Regions from separate parts of the Mus musculus genome. Here all the other regions are linked to region 1. A link is a contact called in public HiCAR-type and HiChIP or PLAC-seq data. All regions are on one chromosome and are shown on one strand. The core of a region is the stretch at or near the end of the contact, and the rest is flanking DNA. Distances in the headings are between cores, read along the strand shown.

Evidence for each region. HiCAR-type assays count read pairs that join an accessible place to other places. HiChIP or PLAC-seq counts read pairs in DNA pulled down with a chosen protein or histone mark.
Region 2: an H3K27ac HiChIP or PLAC-seq map of embryonic stem cells shows a contact between it and region 1, with 14 read pairs. The contact joins two enhancer-like sites. A contact is called at or near these places in 2 of 15 datasets of contacts at CTCF or cohesin (both in the NIH/3T3 cell line), 4 of 484 Hi-C or Micro-C datasets (the CH12 cell line and embryonic stem cells), 3 of 115 datasets of contacts at active chromatin or transcription factors (bone marrow-derived dendritic cells and embryonic stem cells) and 1 of 9 other capture datasets (embryonic stem cells).
Region 3: a contact with region 1 is called in a HiCAR-type map of embryonic stem cells, with 6 times the contacts expected there. The contact joins two enhancer-like sites. A contact is called at or near these places in 1 of 15 datasets of contacts at CTCF or cohesin (the NIH/3T3 cell line), 5 of 484 Hi-C or Micro-C datasets (embryonic fibroblasts, embryonic stem cells, reprogramming fibroblasts and 1 more), 4 of 115 datasets of contacts at active chromatin or transcription factors (all in embryonic stem cells) and 1 of 9 other capture datasets (embryonic stem cells).

What each region holds. Positions count from the first base shown.
Region 1 is chr15:41,655,772-41,660,614 of GRCm38.p6, forward strand. All of the region lies in intron 3 of Oxr1 (oxidation resistance 1), which reads left to right. Among named protein-coding and RNA genes, the nearest start is that of Oxr1, 210 kb to the left of the region's middle. Within about 2 kb of position 2,785, at least 13 of the 459 cell types and tissues checked have an H3K27ac peak or open chromatin away from gene starts, as enhancers often do. A contact at or near this core is called in embryonic stem cells, where this site is marked.
Region 2 is chr15:41,406,402-41,411,244 of GRCm38.p6, forward strand. No RefSeq gene overlaps it. Among named protein-coding and RNA genes, the nearest start is that of Oxr1, 39 kb to the right of the region's middle. Within about 2 kb of position 2,555, at least 7 of the 459 cell types and tissues checked have an H3K27ac peak or open chromatin away from gene starts, as enhancers often do. A contact at or near this core is called in embryonic stem cells, where this site is marked.
Region 3 is chr15:41,474,049-41,478,891 of GRCm38.p6, forward strand. The region is part of intron 1 of Oxr1 (oxidation resistance 1); the gene reads left to right. Among named protein-coding and RNA genes, the nearest start is that of Oxr1, 29 kb to the left of the region's middle. Within about 2 kb of position 2,818, at least 5 of the 459 cell types and tissues checked have an H3K27ac peak or open chromatin away from gene starts, as enhancers often do. A contact at or near this core is called in embryonic stem cells, where this site is marked.

The DNA.
Region 1 (4,843 bases), core at 1,535-4,034:
ACTCTCATGCTTGTGCTGAAAGCACTTCACCCCCTGAGCCATCTTCCCAGCCTCATGGCAAATTTTTAATTCATGAATTTGCAATGGTTTGATTTCTTATCAGTTTCAAAAACATGTTTAATTACTGTGTTGAAAGAGTTGTTTGGATTCTCAGCTTTAATTTGTCTCTGTAACCTCTCTTCTAATTTGACTCTCAAAGCATTATTTTTAAAACTAAAATATATCAACTATGTAACTGAAAGTTCATTTCATAAAACAAATCTATTTCCGTATCCCTTCATTTAAAAAGTACCGTTAGTAAAAAAACAACAGCATTTTAAAACTCCATGTGTGTTACAGTTCTCTTCTGCAATGGGGCAGAAAGAAAAGGGGATTTATTAGAATGACTGACAGACTGTGGTGGACTGTCCCGTCTGCTCTTGACCAGCAAGAACAACACGACACAGTCGGATTCTTGCCTCGATACTTCTATGGGACCCCAGGCGCCCAGGGAGGCCTGCTTATATGCACCCCAGCACAGGAGAAGGCTCTGTGGCCCCCTCTGATTGGTCAGTCAGCCGGCACTCAATTTGCATGCACCCACTTGGGAAGGGTTGGCACCAAATTTGAATTGACGCCTGCGCAGTGGTGTTGTTTATGACAAAGGCAACCGGAAACCGGCACCATCTTGGAGTTGGCTTCCCACAGTGGACCACAGTCCAACAATGGCTAGCTACTGAGAGAAAGTCTAAGTTTTCAGTAATTGTTCAGTCTGCAAGTCTGGGTGTCTCAGTTGGTCTTCAGTATACTCCAGAATCCCACAAAAGTGGACTCTAATGCCGGTGAAGGAACGGACTCTCCAGTGTGAGCCAGAGGAAGCAGGCAAATAGCAAAAGTTTCTTTCTTCCTTGGTCATTATCTAGTCTGCCATGGCTGGAAGGTGTAGCCCAGATTTAAGGTGGAACTTCTTCTCTCAAAGAATCAGGATTTAGGGTGGGTCTTCACATTTCTAAAGATCCAATCTAGAGAACTCCCTCACAGGTGTACCTAGCCACTTGGCTTTTAGCTAATTGACGATGGAGTGCGGATGACAATCATGAATAGCCATCACAGGATGAATTAGGAATTTCATATTCCAGAATAAAATAAGTCCCTCTATCCTATCTCAGGTAATCCTCAGAACAATTCTGTTACACTCTGTCTATACAGATGAGGAATCATGTCTAAAAGATGCAGAAGAGGTAAACATGAACCATACATGACAGGCTCTGCAGGCAAAATTCGTTCCCCATTTTAGGCCTGAAGAGGCAGATCTGTCATTGAACAGGAGGACAGCCATTCCTCATAGGGGTTGAACAGAGATAGTCTATGGGTGACATAGTACAGTGACATTTCTAGAGGTAACACAGTGTCCTAAATAATCTCATGGAAAGAAACTGTACCCATCAACCTGTAGACCAGCCAGCCAATATGCCCTTTCTTTGCAGGGTACCTTTCAGTGTCTCAATTCAGGATTTGTACAACTGAAAATCCCAGGGATCCCTCTGGTGGTACAGTGCAGTACTACAACTAAGTCGATCCCTGGCCCTCTACAATTCACTGTATTTGAATCAAGCTGGAAGAATTTTTATTTTAAGAAAAGCTAGAACAATTTGAAATGCCTCTTTAGGTTAATGAGAGATGTAAATAGCTTCTCTAGGAATTGATTTTTGACCTCAGTTATCTTTCACAAACTTCTGTATAGCATCTATTTCCTACTGAGAGAACCTTAAGAAATAGATTATGCCTTCTTTGCACACATGGCTGTCCTTAATTAACCCTAATAGAAGGTGTTCATTAAAAGTAGCATCATATCAAAAATTGATAGCATGCAAACTCACTTTTTATAGAACAATCAGTCTTTGAATTCGTATAATAAAATTTCACTTATTTAGAATAAGTAGAGGGAAAGCTAGCTACTCTGTCTATATGAAGCCTCAATCTTCATTTGAACCTTTAAAAAGTAAAAATAAGTCACTAGATGAGTACTGCATTTTAGGTAAGAATGTCTCACTCTCCCCTCTCCCCTCTCCCCTCTCTCCCCTCTCCCCTCTCTCCCCTCTCCCCTTTCTCCCCTCTCTCCCCTCTCCCCTCTCTCCCCTCTCCCCTCTCTCCCCTCTCTCCTCTCTCCCCTCTCCCCTTTCTCCCCTCTCTCCCCTCTCCCTTCTCTCCCCTCCCCCCCCTCCCCTCTCTCCCCTCCCCCCCCCCTCTCTCTCTGTGTCTGTGTATTCTGCTCTGTTCTGCCCTAGACAGCTTCTCTTGCTACTCATAAAACTCTGGTTGAGGCAGCTCTCTCTTCAGGTAAAAATTCTACAAGATATCTGGATAGCTCATGTTTTTCTGACCAATGTTAGAAAAACTGCTACAAAAGAACTATTAAGTCATCTGACCAAGTCAGAAATCCTGTTAAGAAAAAAACTCATCAAGAGCCGCTTTGCTCTCCAAAGATCTCCAGACTGCTCAGCTCTCACTAGCGAAAATTATAGAGAACTGCTACCACTTTCTGCTAGTTCATCCCATGAAGACCAAAAGCCATTTTTAAATTTACATATCAATTCAGTTCTTTATTCCAGGCTCCCTTTTGATTATTCTATGAATCTACATACTGGTGGCCCCAGCCCTTTGATTCTTAGGAAACAGCAAGCATAAGTTTTCTTTTAAGATAGCAAAATCATTTAGAGATCTGATTGCCTCAGTTACACAAAGACGCTAAACTAGCTGGGTGGGACCCTATCCTGAAATTACCATATGTACCACACCTGGGGCTAACCTTGCCATGTCCCAGGCTGACCTTGAACTCAGGAATCTGCCTATATTTGTATCTGCTTGCCTTTGTATCTTTCTGATAAGTTGACTCATTAATGCAACTCCCTTTGTTCCTTTAGATTCATGAAGTTCTCATAATTCATATTGCGTCCTTATTTTTGCATAGTTGAGAAATTATATATTTTCAAACTCATGTATTTAGAGCTCTTCTCCATAACCTTTAGGGCTGAAAGTCCCAGTGCTTGCCATTTGCTGAGACATAGCCACACCTTCACCTCCTGGACTCCTGCTGTCTGATTATCAAGGAGTCAATAACATTAACAGAGAAACCATTCCTCGGAGGAATGTGAAATAATATACATTGTTACACAAACAAGTGTTATGCCACTACAGTCATCAATACTGCTGGAGGCTCACACTGGGATTCTGTCCTAGGGGCAGGAACCAAGTCTCTCTGTCCCCACCAGGGCCACGCCTGCTCAGCAGCCAAAGAAAGTCAAAAGCTTGTGGGTTCAGCTGGGTGGAGTATAGTGAAATTAAATATCAGAGAGAATTTAACAAATTCTAGAATGTCTACAGTTTTTATTTTTCTAAATATAGCTGTTGTCTGTCTAGAAGAGTATAGATGTCACTTTGCCTCTGTAGAATGTCAAGATTAGCAGACATTCAAAGTGACTTTAATCAGTTGACAGTTGAAGTATGGTCACTCAGTGGGGTCTCTCTCTCTCTCTCTCCCTCTCTCTCTCTCTCTCTCTCCCCCCCCCCAAAGACTTTAAATTCAAACTCCATTTTAGAGAACCTGACCTAAGTTTGAACTCAGGTAGACTAACTGCTAACTAGCATTAGTTTCCAAGTTGTCCCCAAGAAAGCCTGAGCCTAGCTTCAGTCTCTAGGCTAATCCCCAACAAGAGCAGAGTTTCTAGGTAATTCCCCCAACAAACCTGCACCCCCAGGTTACAAGACCTAATGGTCCCTTCCTAATGACCACCAATGCAGAGTAGAGCAGAAGTAAAGTTTATGATCTGACTCCCAGCACCAGACAACTAGGTTGAAGGCCACAACAGCTTTCCAATTAGATGCTTATGCATGTACTCCCTGCTTACTGCTTACTATAAAGCTTTGCCCCAATAGACAGTCTGGGCTCCCCGACCACCAAAACTGGCCTGTGTGCTGGTGGTGCGTAGGGGGTGGGGGTAGTGGGTGAATTAGCTCAAATAGAATAAAGACCCTGCTGTGAGTTGCATCTGATTAGCTCTTGTGTGTGTTTTTTGGGGATTACTAACATTTTCCTGGTCTCTCTCTCTCTCTCTCCCTCTCTCCCTCCCTCCCTCTCTCCCTCTCTCCATCTCTCCCTCTCTCCCTCTCTCCTCCCTCTCTCTGTCACAAGAGCAGTCAGATTATTGAAGAGGAACTTGATCTCGCAGATGAATGTTTAAGTAGGACCTCCTCACTCCTCCTAGCTAAATGACCATAAATAGGCTATTTAGGGTGTCAAAGCTCATTGTCTTTCATTGGAAAAGGAAACAAATCTGATACTTACTGAAAGGGTTGCTTTGAGATATAAATGAAAATATTATGTATGAAGTGCTTATAATAGCCCCTGGAGCTTAAAGATTCCAATAAATGTAAGTGAACTTCTTGCATGTGTAATGGAGGTAGCATGGCCCTGCCCTCATGAACCAAACTTCCTATCTTGATAACGTGCAGAGTTTGTCCATTTTTTCCCTGTTGAAAATCATACAGTGTCTCTCATTCCTATCAAGATGAAGTTGATACTCTATAAAATGCCCATGTCCTGGCTCTGCCTACTTTGCATCTTCATTACAAATCCCAACCCTGTAATCCCGGAGTATCAAATACTTTATAGTGTAGTATCCCCAAAATGCCAATATTTTATATGTATTGTGTTCAGTATCCTCCAGCTAGCTTTCTACCATCTTCTCTTTTAGCTTCTGAACAACTTTTGTTAGGGTTTGGGAATTGATAACGACCCCAGACTCAAATACAATAACAGAGCATTTACTCTGCAGAAACAGCCAGCAAAATGGCAATGACCCCA
Region 2 (4,843 bases), core at 1,305-3,804, 250 kb before region 1:
CAGAGCTTCAGAAATAATGGTGGCTCATAGAATCCATCCAGCAGTACTAGTGTGACCTCTGCCATTGTGTGGGTCTGTGAAGAGTTTTAAGTGGTTAGAAAATTTCAATTTCACTTGTATTTGAAAATAACAAAAAAGAATTGTGAAGATCTGAGAATTTCTGTTATTTGGGACTGCATTATGGGGTGTGTGTGTGTGTGTGTGTGTGTGTGTGTCTGTGTGTAAGAGAGAGAGACAGAGAGATGGACAGACAGAGACAAAGAGAGACAGACAAGAGCGAGAGGGAGGAATAGAGGGAGAGGAAGGAGGGAGAGGGAGAGGAGGAGAGGAAGGGGAAGAGGGAGAGAGGGAGAGGAAGGGGGAGGGGAGGGAAGGGGGAGAGAGAGAGTGCTGAGAGAAGGGGAGGTGGGGTCATCCTACACAGTTATTTGGATACTGTGCTCCTTTGTTTACTCATTTGTTTGTACCCATTTCTTTTGACACCACGTCTTGTGTTAACTTGAGTGGCCTGGAACATGACATGTAGACCAGCTTGGTCTTAAATACAGAAATCAGAGTGCTTCTGCCTCCCAAGTGCTGGGATTAAAGGTGTATACCACTATGCTCAGTTCATCCAGGTGTTTTTATGGTATACTCTTGACAGATAAAACTCCAAGTATTATAGCATCAGAAACCAAGTATGGCTGACAACTTCTTTTATCATTTTAGATGAAGTGCAACATGATTCTCACATAAAGTCAATCCTGATTATTATTTTTAGTCTAACGAAAGCAGAGAAATAAACAGAATAAAGTTTCTCAATTATTCATATAGCCCATCTTCTCTTTCACTTGAGTATTTCTTTTGACTGGATTTAATAATCATTTATGAACATCTATCACTTTAAATATTCAGGCTGGCCTGGATTTGTCCACTTCTGGATCCTAGTTCCTGAGATATTATCTGACATGTGTTGTATCTTCAATGAAAGAGCTGAAGGACAAACATTAGGTGTGAGAGACGCCAGTGGTTAGGAGAAGTGAGGTCAGGTGACATGCAGACAGGAAAAGGAGTTATGCCCGGGCCTAGCTCAGCACAGAGCAGGTTTACTGGCACGGTCAGAAGCCTGGCTTGATAACATAAAATAAAAGTACATATTTATTCATTATATTTTAGAATTCAAAGTATAAAATTCACACACACATACACACACACACACATGATGCAAAATATTTCCCTAGTGTGTCCAAGGCTTTGGGTTCAATCCCCATACCAGGAAAAAAAAAAGTGTTAACATTTAGAAATAGAAGTGAAGTTAAAGACACGAGGCTATAAGAAGATAGTTCTAGTGTGTTGATGATGCTGTTTCCATGTGATTATTGCAAACATGGTTCTTCTGTTTTACAATCTTTTTATGTGTTTGTTTGGTTTGAGACAGAATCTCACTGTGTATCTCTGGCTACAGGGAACTCACTATACAGACAAATCTGGCCTTGAACTCAGACTGCCTTTGCTTCCCAAATCCTTTGCAAGTGTGCTTCTTTAGAAGTTGAATTACAAAGTAAGGAATTTCATTTCTCTAATAATGCATGCATTTTATTTCTACTCTTGACTGTCCATCCTTATATTAACTTTATTTTGCTACTTTGGACATATAAACTTGCACTTTTACACTGCATTTAAATATTGTTAGGTTCCTTTTCTGAAATTGTCAGTATCTTTAAACTTCGGAGCCCAACAGCGTCCATAGTCCCTCCAGATCAAACATTGAAATATACATTAATATCTATTTTTTTTCTCATCATTGCTACTTATTTCCCTGGAGTCGTTTTAATGATCTTAAGCTTATACTGGTATTAGAAATGCTGATGGACTTTTGCCAGGCTCCCCAGACATCCTCTGAATTTGGCTGCAAGTTTTTGCCTTATGGGACAAGTTTGAATCCTGTGAATCAAATTTTAATTAAAATAAATTACTTTGACTGCATGGTTTCTGGTGTTTTTAGTTGTGTGGTTTTAATTATTCATTTTAAGTAAAGATCTGAGATGAGGAAAAAAACAGCAAAGACAAGAGTTGGTTTTTTGTTGTTGTTGTTGTTGTTGTTGTTGTTTTCTTAAAACAAAATGTACATGAAAGAAACAGGTAGGAGTCAAAGATAACCAAGCTCATGATACTCTGGTTAGATTGATGTTAAGTAAGGAAGTTTTACATTATAAATAAATATGACTACTTCTTTTTCCTGAAAATCAGTAAAGGAAAGGAAATTGCCCCCATCTTCCAGTCCTAGCATCTACTAAAAGCAGAGAGCAAAAAATATACAACCATCTGTGTGTTCTTATGAGAGGATTAACAGGCGTGCTAGAGCCTCCAGTGAGATATCCAGAGCTCAGGGCTGGGGGCAGATGACACAGATACTTTACTCACAAGATTCCGTGGTTCCTGCCCACCCATCCCAGGAAAGAGAAACGAAAGACTATCGGAAGAAAAGGAATAGGAGTTTGAAGACATGTGGTGTGCCTCTACCAAACGATCCAGGAATTCTAGAGAACTGTTAAGTTCTGGGACTAACACCATGGGCTCCTGACTCAGCAACAGCCTCACTCAGTTCAGTGCAGCCACAAATTCTGGTGCAGTTCGTGTGTGCTGGGTTAATGTGTTTCTTGAACCTGAATTAGAGCTGTGCTCCTGATACGTTTCTATACTTCATTGTAATAACTAGCAAAGTAGAAGCCGTTTAATAACTGGTAGTGCTCCCAATACTGAAGGGTGATCTCAGAGAGAGCAATTTCAGATCTATGTTGAGCCTGGTCAGTGCAAAGGGGAGCATGAAAAGTCTACGTCTAGTCTCATAAACCAAACCAAGTCTTTATTGAAAATGGTTAGGCATACAGAATTTTTGGAGAAAATAAATAAGTCATGGATAGTAAATACGTGATCACTTCAAGGGTATTTTGATACAAGTTTAGAAGGGTCGTAGAATGTAGCTGCCTGGGGCCACATGAACTGGGTTCCCCTGAAAGGCGGGCTGGGGCTGAAAGAGATCAGACGGTGAGAAAAGAATGAGGTCAAGACAAATCTTTCTGTTCAAAGCCTCTGAAGTTTACTGAGAGTCCGTGCTTATAAGAGGCCCATCCCCCGCCAGCCCATTCTCGGTGCCTGGAGCAAGGCAGTAGGCGATCTACAGGGTGTGTCTCCGGAACGTCTCAAGGACCTTTCAGCAGAAAGCAGAGTCTTGGAGAAGAGCAAATAGAGCCATCAAGGTCAGAAGGCTCTACCCTAGGTAATCTCCTTCTTAGTGGCAGCAAGGTCAAAGTCTGGATCAGCCTGCTTCAAGGCTGAGGGAGGCTACAGTAGAATTTATACTATTAAGAGGAATTTCTTGTGTTAAATCAGATGAGTAAGAATTTAGAGCTTTTGAAGTAGTCTCCATCCTTTGTTTTTCTGATTATGTCTATCTGCTTGTCTCTGTTCTCTGTTCTATCTATCCATCCACCCATCCATCCACCCATCCACCCATCCACCCATCCACCCATCCACCCATCCATCCATCCATCCACCTAGCTATCTTACAGAAAACTGGAGATAAGCCCTGCTGTGGATCTCCCTTCAAATAGCGTGCCTTTTGAGAAAGAGAAGAGCTTTAGTGGAAAGCATAACAATTGGCTAGAGGGCCTGATCTACTGGCATCTCGGGTGATCTTTTAGCTCACCACAGTTATAAGCAGGAAAGTATACCAGGCCCCAGGAGAAATGGTAGAAATTACTAGTGCCATTTGAAAGTGAGAAAGACAAGACAATCCATCTGACTGACTTGCCCTTTAAATCTCCCATTTGTTTAATATGAAGATGAATGGGTTCTGCAGATTCACTGTGTCTGTTACAGTCCAAAACAAGTTTGTGCCAACTACAGATGTCCAGGGTATGGCATTGTTTCTAAAATTAAGATGACATTTTAAATCTTAATTGAAAAAGATCACTGGTCATGAATAGGCATTTTCCTCTATTTTTCTTACTACATTTCATTCTTGAGTAGGTAATTTATTTATAGTTTCATTATTCATGGTACATAGATCTGTCTTCTATCACTGATGTGCAATTATCCACTTTCTTCCTTGACTGCTAGCAATATCAGTTCCTGATGTGACCCACCAAAGATGTGCTACACTAGGATAAGGGCATCCTTGCTGTCCTCTCTCTTGTTTGCACAAATAGCATTCTAGTAACCAACTTCTTTGTACTTTGTATTAACAGTCTGTGCATCTTGAAAAATATCATTTCAATTCACTGTATTAAAAGCTTCTGATATTTTAAGTATCTGCAAGTTGAACCGTTGTATGAATACACTATTTTTACTTTATTCCTCATATATCGACTAACATTTTAGTTGTTTTCAGTCTTTTGCTGTTACAAGTATAGCACTCTGATGATTTTTTCCAATGAATCATCTGTCCACTGTGCAAGTGCTAGTGTCCTGATCACATTTGTGATTTTGATAACAATTGGCAAAATTACACTCCAAAAAACCAGAATGATTTATACTCTGTCCATTATTTACATAATGTAATTACGATAAAGCTGAGAATGTTTTATATGTGTATGCATGGTTAATATGTTTATTATGTTATTTCATACTCCCCACATATGAAACATACTGTCTTAATCAAGGTTCCTATTCCTGCACAAACATCATGACCAAGAAGCAAGTTGGGGAGGAAAGGGTTTATTTGGCTTACACTTCCATACTGTTGTTCATCACCAAAGGAAGTCAGGACTGGAACTCAAGCAGGTCAGGGAGCAGGAGCTGATGCAGAAGCCATGGAGGGATGTTCCTTACTGGCTTGATTCCCCTGGCTTGCTCAGCTTGC
Region 3 (4,843 bases), core at 1,568-4,067, 180 kb before region 1:
GGTCTAAAGCATATCTGTTGCTTCTGAATTATAAGTATGAAAGTGGATGCCTTGATAAGTTTAGCCTAATATTTTAATTTTAACATGAATATGTATGCATTTTTCTACAGATTTAAAAATCTACATATTTTACACCTACAGAAAAAGAATAAACATTGGAGGTTTTCTCTGCCAGGGACTTGGGATTTTTCATACCAGGCCTTGTTTATTCATATAAGTAAATCTATTAGATTAAAACCAGGATTCCGAGTCGCGGGTAGAACTTCTCGTTTTAGAGTGGTTAGAAACACAGATTTTTATTTAATGAAGCAGTTCATATGATTTGGAAGAAAATACATACCAGAAATGAACTTTAATAAAATTTTAGACAGGGTGTCTTTATATAGCCTGGCTCTTCTGGAATTCACTGCACAGATCGAGCTGGCCTCAAAGTCCCAGAGATTCACCCGCTGAATGCTGGGATTAACCATGAGTGCCACCACACCACAGCTGCCTGTAAACTTATTTTATTGAAAAGTTGAAGTGAATGTTTTAAAATTGATACTGCCTTCATTCCTTCAGATGAGTACAGTTGAAGATGTAATTCGTTCTCTGCGCGTGAAAGGCATCCAGGGATTCGATGAGGGTTTATATTTCAGTTGTCTTTGGTTAGAAAAATGGAACACAGTAAAGTAACACGTTCTTAAACTCTATAAATTATTTAAGAATGATTGTATGCATAGGAAAATCACTACTTTAAACCGCTTCTCATATTTCATTAACTAAAATTATTTTACTGCATATGTATTCCTTTTAGATACCTTTGCAGGGAAATCGATTCAATCAAGTCTTTCTGACTACATCCTGGAATCCCGATTAAATTTGGAGAGTTTTAAATTAAATACCCTCTAATTTAGCCCGTTACTTTATCAAGATTTAATCTGTTTTTAGTCTCTAAATAGTAACTGATCTTCTGTACCGAACCGTAATCTTGACTTTCTAACCCCACTTTGCCAGATAGGCCCTAGATTCACTTTAAAAGGCAGCAGTCTGCAGATGCAGCTTAGAGGTACATCATTTGATGAGTGTACTTGAGGCTCTTATTTCAATGTCTAGCAACATCCCCCACCCCGAATTAATAATAACAAAATTTAAATTTAACTAGCAAAATATAATCAACTATCTTCTTTACCCAGGTTAGCATTCTACATATTGTGCTTAAAGACATCTTTTACTTGGATGAATGCTTTGAATTTTGTCTTTTCTGCTGTTGTAGAGTCTAAGCCAGGAGTTATTCCAAATGAGTAAAATCCCACGACTAATAAAAAAGCAATAATTAATAAGGAAAGAGGCCATGGATTTAAAGAGAGAGCAAGGGTGGGCATGTGGGAAGGTTTGGAGGGAAGGAAGGATGGGAGAAATGTGATTATATTAGAATCTTAAGAATAAAATGTAAAAACAAAATGGCATAGTTGTCCAATTTATTTTAAAGTGAGGGGTACTAGCTTGAAAAGATCTATCCAACCAAATTCCCCACTTTGTTTAAGGTATCTAGACTCAAGGCTAGGTAATATTAATATGATGGGAGCTATGTGTTGTTTAATTTTCTCAAGGCATTAGAGCCAGCATGATGGCTCAGAGAGTAAAGACTCATGCCACGAAGCCTGATAACCTGAGTCCGTTTCCAGAACCCGTGTGGTAAAAGGAGAGAACCATTGCCCATGGCCACAGCTTGTCCTCTGAGGTCCACATGCATGCTGTCACACACAAGCCACCTCTTCCCAGAAATGAATGAATGTAATAAAATATTAGAAAATCAAACACAAATCCAGGTGGGCTAAATTATTTTTAATAATACCCTTTTAGCTCAATGTAATAATAAAAATCATTTTAATTTATAAGCAATATTGAAAAGGATTTTTGTAATATTTACCGCTTTTGTAATATCTTCAAAATTCAATTCATACATTTCATTTCAGAACCTATCTCAGTTAAATTTAAAAGTGAAACTCCATTGAGTTGGCCCTTTTTAAGAGCTCAGTAGGTACTTCTGGCTATTGGCTGACATATTGGCCGCCAAGTTCTAAATAGTGTGCATTTTAGGGAAACACTGTTACAACTTCCACCTTTGAGTAGAGAGAATTCCCTTTCTGCTGTTGCAGTCAGAGGTTGGAAGTCATCATAATATGATTAACTATTTCTCCTACTTCAGTTAATACACAGAGAAAAGCCCCACACTCAGTTTATATTCGTTCTTTTGTTTGAGATTAAAAAAAAAAACTATGGCAAGAATTACCTTTCATTTTCTACCTTTTATTTTAAGTGGTATAATGTTTTAAAAAGAAAACAATGAAAGCTAAACTCAGGAATTCCATGCTTCTGTCTTCTGAGTGAGCAGAAATTACTAGTTAGGCCCAGCTAAAATTATTATATAAAAAAGTTATATTCACTGATGTTGAATGTGTTATGGCACCTTATCTTCCCAAGTGCTGCCTCTGTTAATTAATTACGCTTTAATAATTTAGGCCTATGCCGTATTCACTATTTTATTTGCAAAACCTGTGATACCTCAATTCTCTCCTCTAATATTAAAACGATAGCCATAAAATTATGTATCCGTAGCTTAAATAGTAACATGGGTGGATGTGGATGTCACATTGTGTGTGTGTTTGTGTGTGTTTGTATGGGTGTGCGGTTTATGTGTATGTGTGCACACATGGGTGTGGGAACACACCACGTTCATGCTGGAACAGGCGGACATCCAGCGCCTTCTGTCTCTTTCTACCTTGTGTTTTGAGACAGAGTAGTTCACTGAAACTGACACTCAGTGAGCTCACTGATTGACAGCACTGACTGGCCAGTAACTTTGCTGGGTCCTACCTCTGCTTCCGGGAGCCCAGCCTTGTGGTGCAGTGGCTGTTGATTATCTTTTGTTTTTGTTTTTGTTTTTGTTTTTGTTTTTGTGGGTGATTAAAATCCAATCTTTGGACCCCCTGCTTATACTGCAAGCTTTACCCACTGGCTAGCTCCACATTCCCCACACATTATGGAGTTTTACTTTTTCGTGAGGGAGATTTAGGAAAGTACTTGAACATGTTAATAGCTTAGAAGAATCAAGCTTTCTAATTAGATGAGTGTAAAGACGCCTAGCGGTAGGTTTAGGAATTACTCAGAGACTGCGTAGTTCTTGCACTGCAATGAAAATCATATTGGATGTGTTTTACACTAACTTGAGAAACATTACATTAAAACATTATTTAATGCTTTGTTTAGCTGTGGAAGAAAGATAGTTTCCTAAGTTCATTTTTTCAAGCCCTTAGGTATTCCCCAGACATGATGCCCGCCTTATCCTCCTATTTTCTCTTCATGCTTGGTTTTTAAGTTTTCACCACAGCTTTTGATTTCCCTAGGCCCAAGTGTCTTTTGTGATCAGTGTCTGTCAAAGACTCAGTTTGTGTTCTGTGTTTTTACTTCATTGCTATTGTAAACCAGCATCTGGGGTCCTTCATTCTGCTTCATAAATTGCAACTGGTACGGAGAGTTTGATTTGCTGGTTCTAGCCTCGAGTCACAGTGCATGGTCTGGTTGAAGACTCATCATCTTCTCCTCTTCCCTGCTGGTAGACTGGAGGGTGTCTCCTTGGCTTGGGCTTTGGGGACCTGCTCTGAGTTTTCTGTTGCTTCCACGTTCTTGAGGATTTTCCGTCTCTGCGGACGTTTTTACTATAACACAGCATGAATTACATTTTTATTTTGCATTTGGAAGACCCTTTGATACTATTATACAGATTAATGTTTGAAACTTTCCTGCACCTATATGACTTGCTATTGGTAACATTAAAAAAAATGTCTTTTCTTGTGGCTTCTAACTTGTAATTTTGGACATAAAGGTAGATTTAGTATCCATAAGAGATAATAATAGGAGAGAAAAGTGCATACATGTTCAAGGAATGCCTGAAGGTTAACAAAAATGAATGTAGGGGATTCTCAACCTCCATAGCTCAACAAAAGATTAAATAGTACTTCAATCTAATGTTTCTCAGATTAGTCTAAACTATATCAAATGTGATTTTTTTTATTATAGTGAAAGAATAATGATTTTGTTCACAAGGCACTGATATCTAAATTCTTAAAATTAATAGTTTTATTCTATTATTATTCACAATAAAGCCATTTAAGGCTGGAGAAAAATAACTTGGTTGCATTATGCAGTTAGGGACCTAGGATAAGTTAGTGCCCTTATTCAAGTCACATGGAAAGTTTTACTTACATAACACCTGTGTGTAGATTTTTATAGCATGTATTTTAGAGCTACAAATTAACTGAGAGTTAAGATTTAAAAACCATTAAAATTTCATTTTAAGTAGAGAAACTAAGTTCAATAAACTCAATTAATCATAATCAGCCAGGTACATAGTGAGAATAGTTATTTACAATAACTGTAAATTGAGAAAAGAAACAGGCCTTCGGCAAAAAGAAGAGATAATCAGATTTATATACCAATGCAATAGGACATTACTTTATAATATAGAGAAAATAAAATGTTGATGCAAAGCATGGGTATTTATGGCTTTAATTTGGGTAAATGCATAATACTGAATAATTCCATTTTAAGAATTTCTAGGTGTAGTTATAAATAGTATACATGATAGATATAAGAATAGGGGTTTCCTATGAGGCTTAGACATTTGGTATAAGGAAAATGTGGGGGGCCTTTTGGAATAATAAACTTGTTCTGTACCTTAATAGAATAGGAGTGTTAGTTATGAGTTTATACAATTAACTAAGCATAATTCAAGTTTTCACTTTGTATTTTCACTTAATTCTATGTATCTTCAGAATGCAAAGTAGATGTTCATTTTATA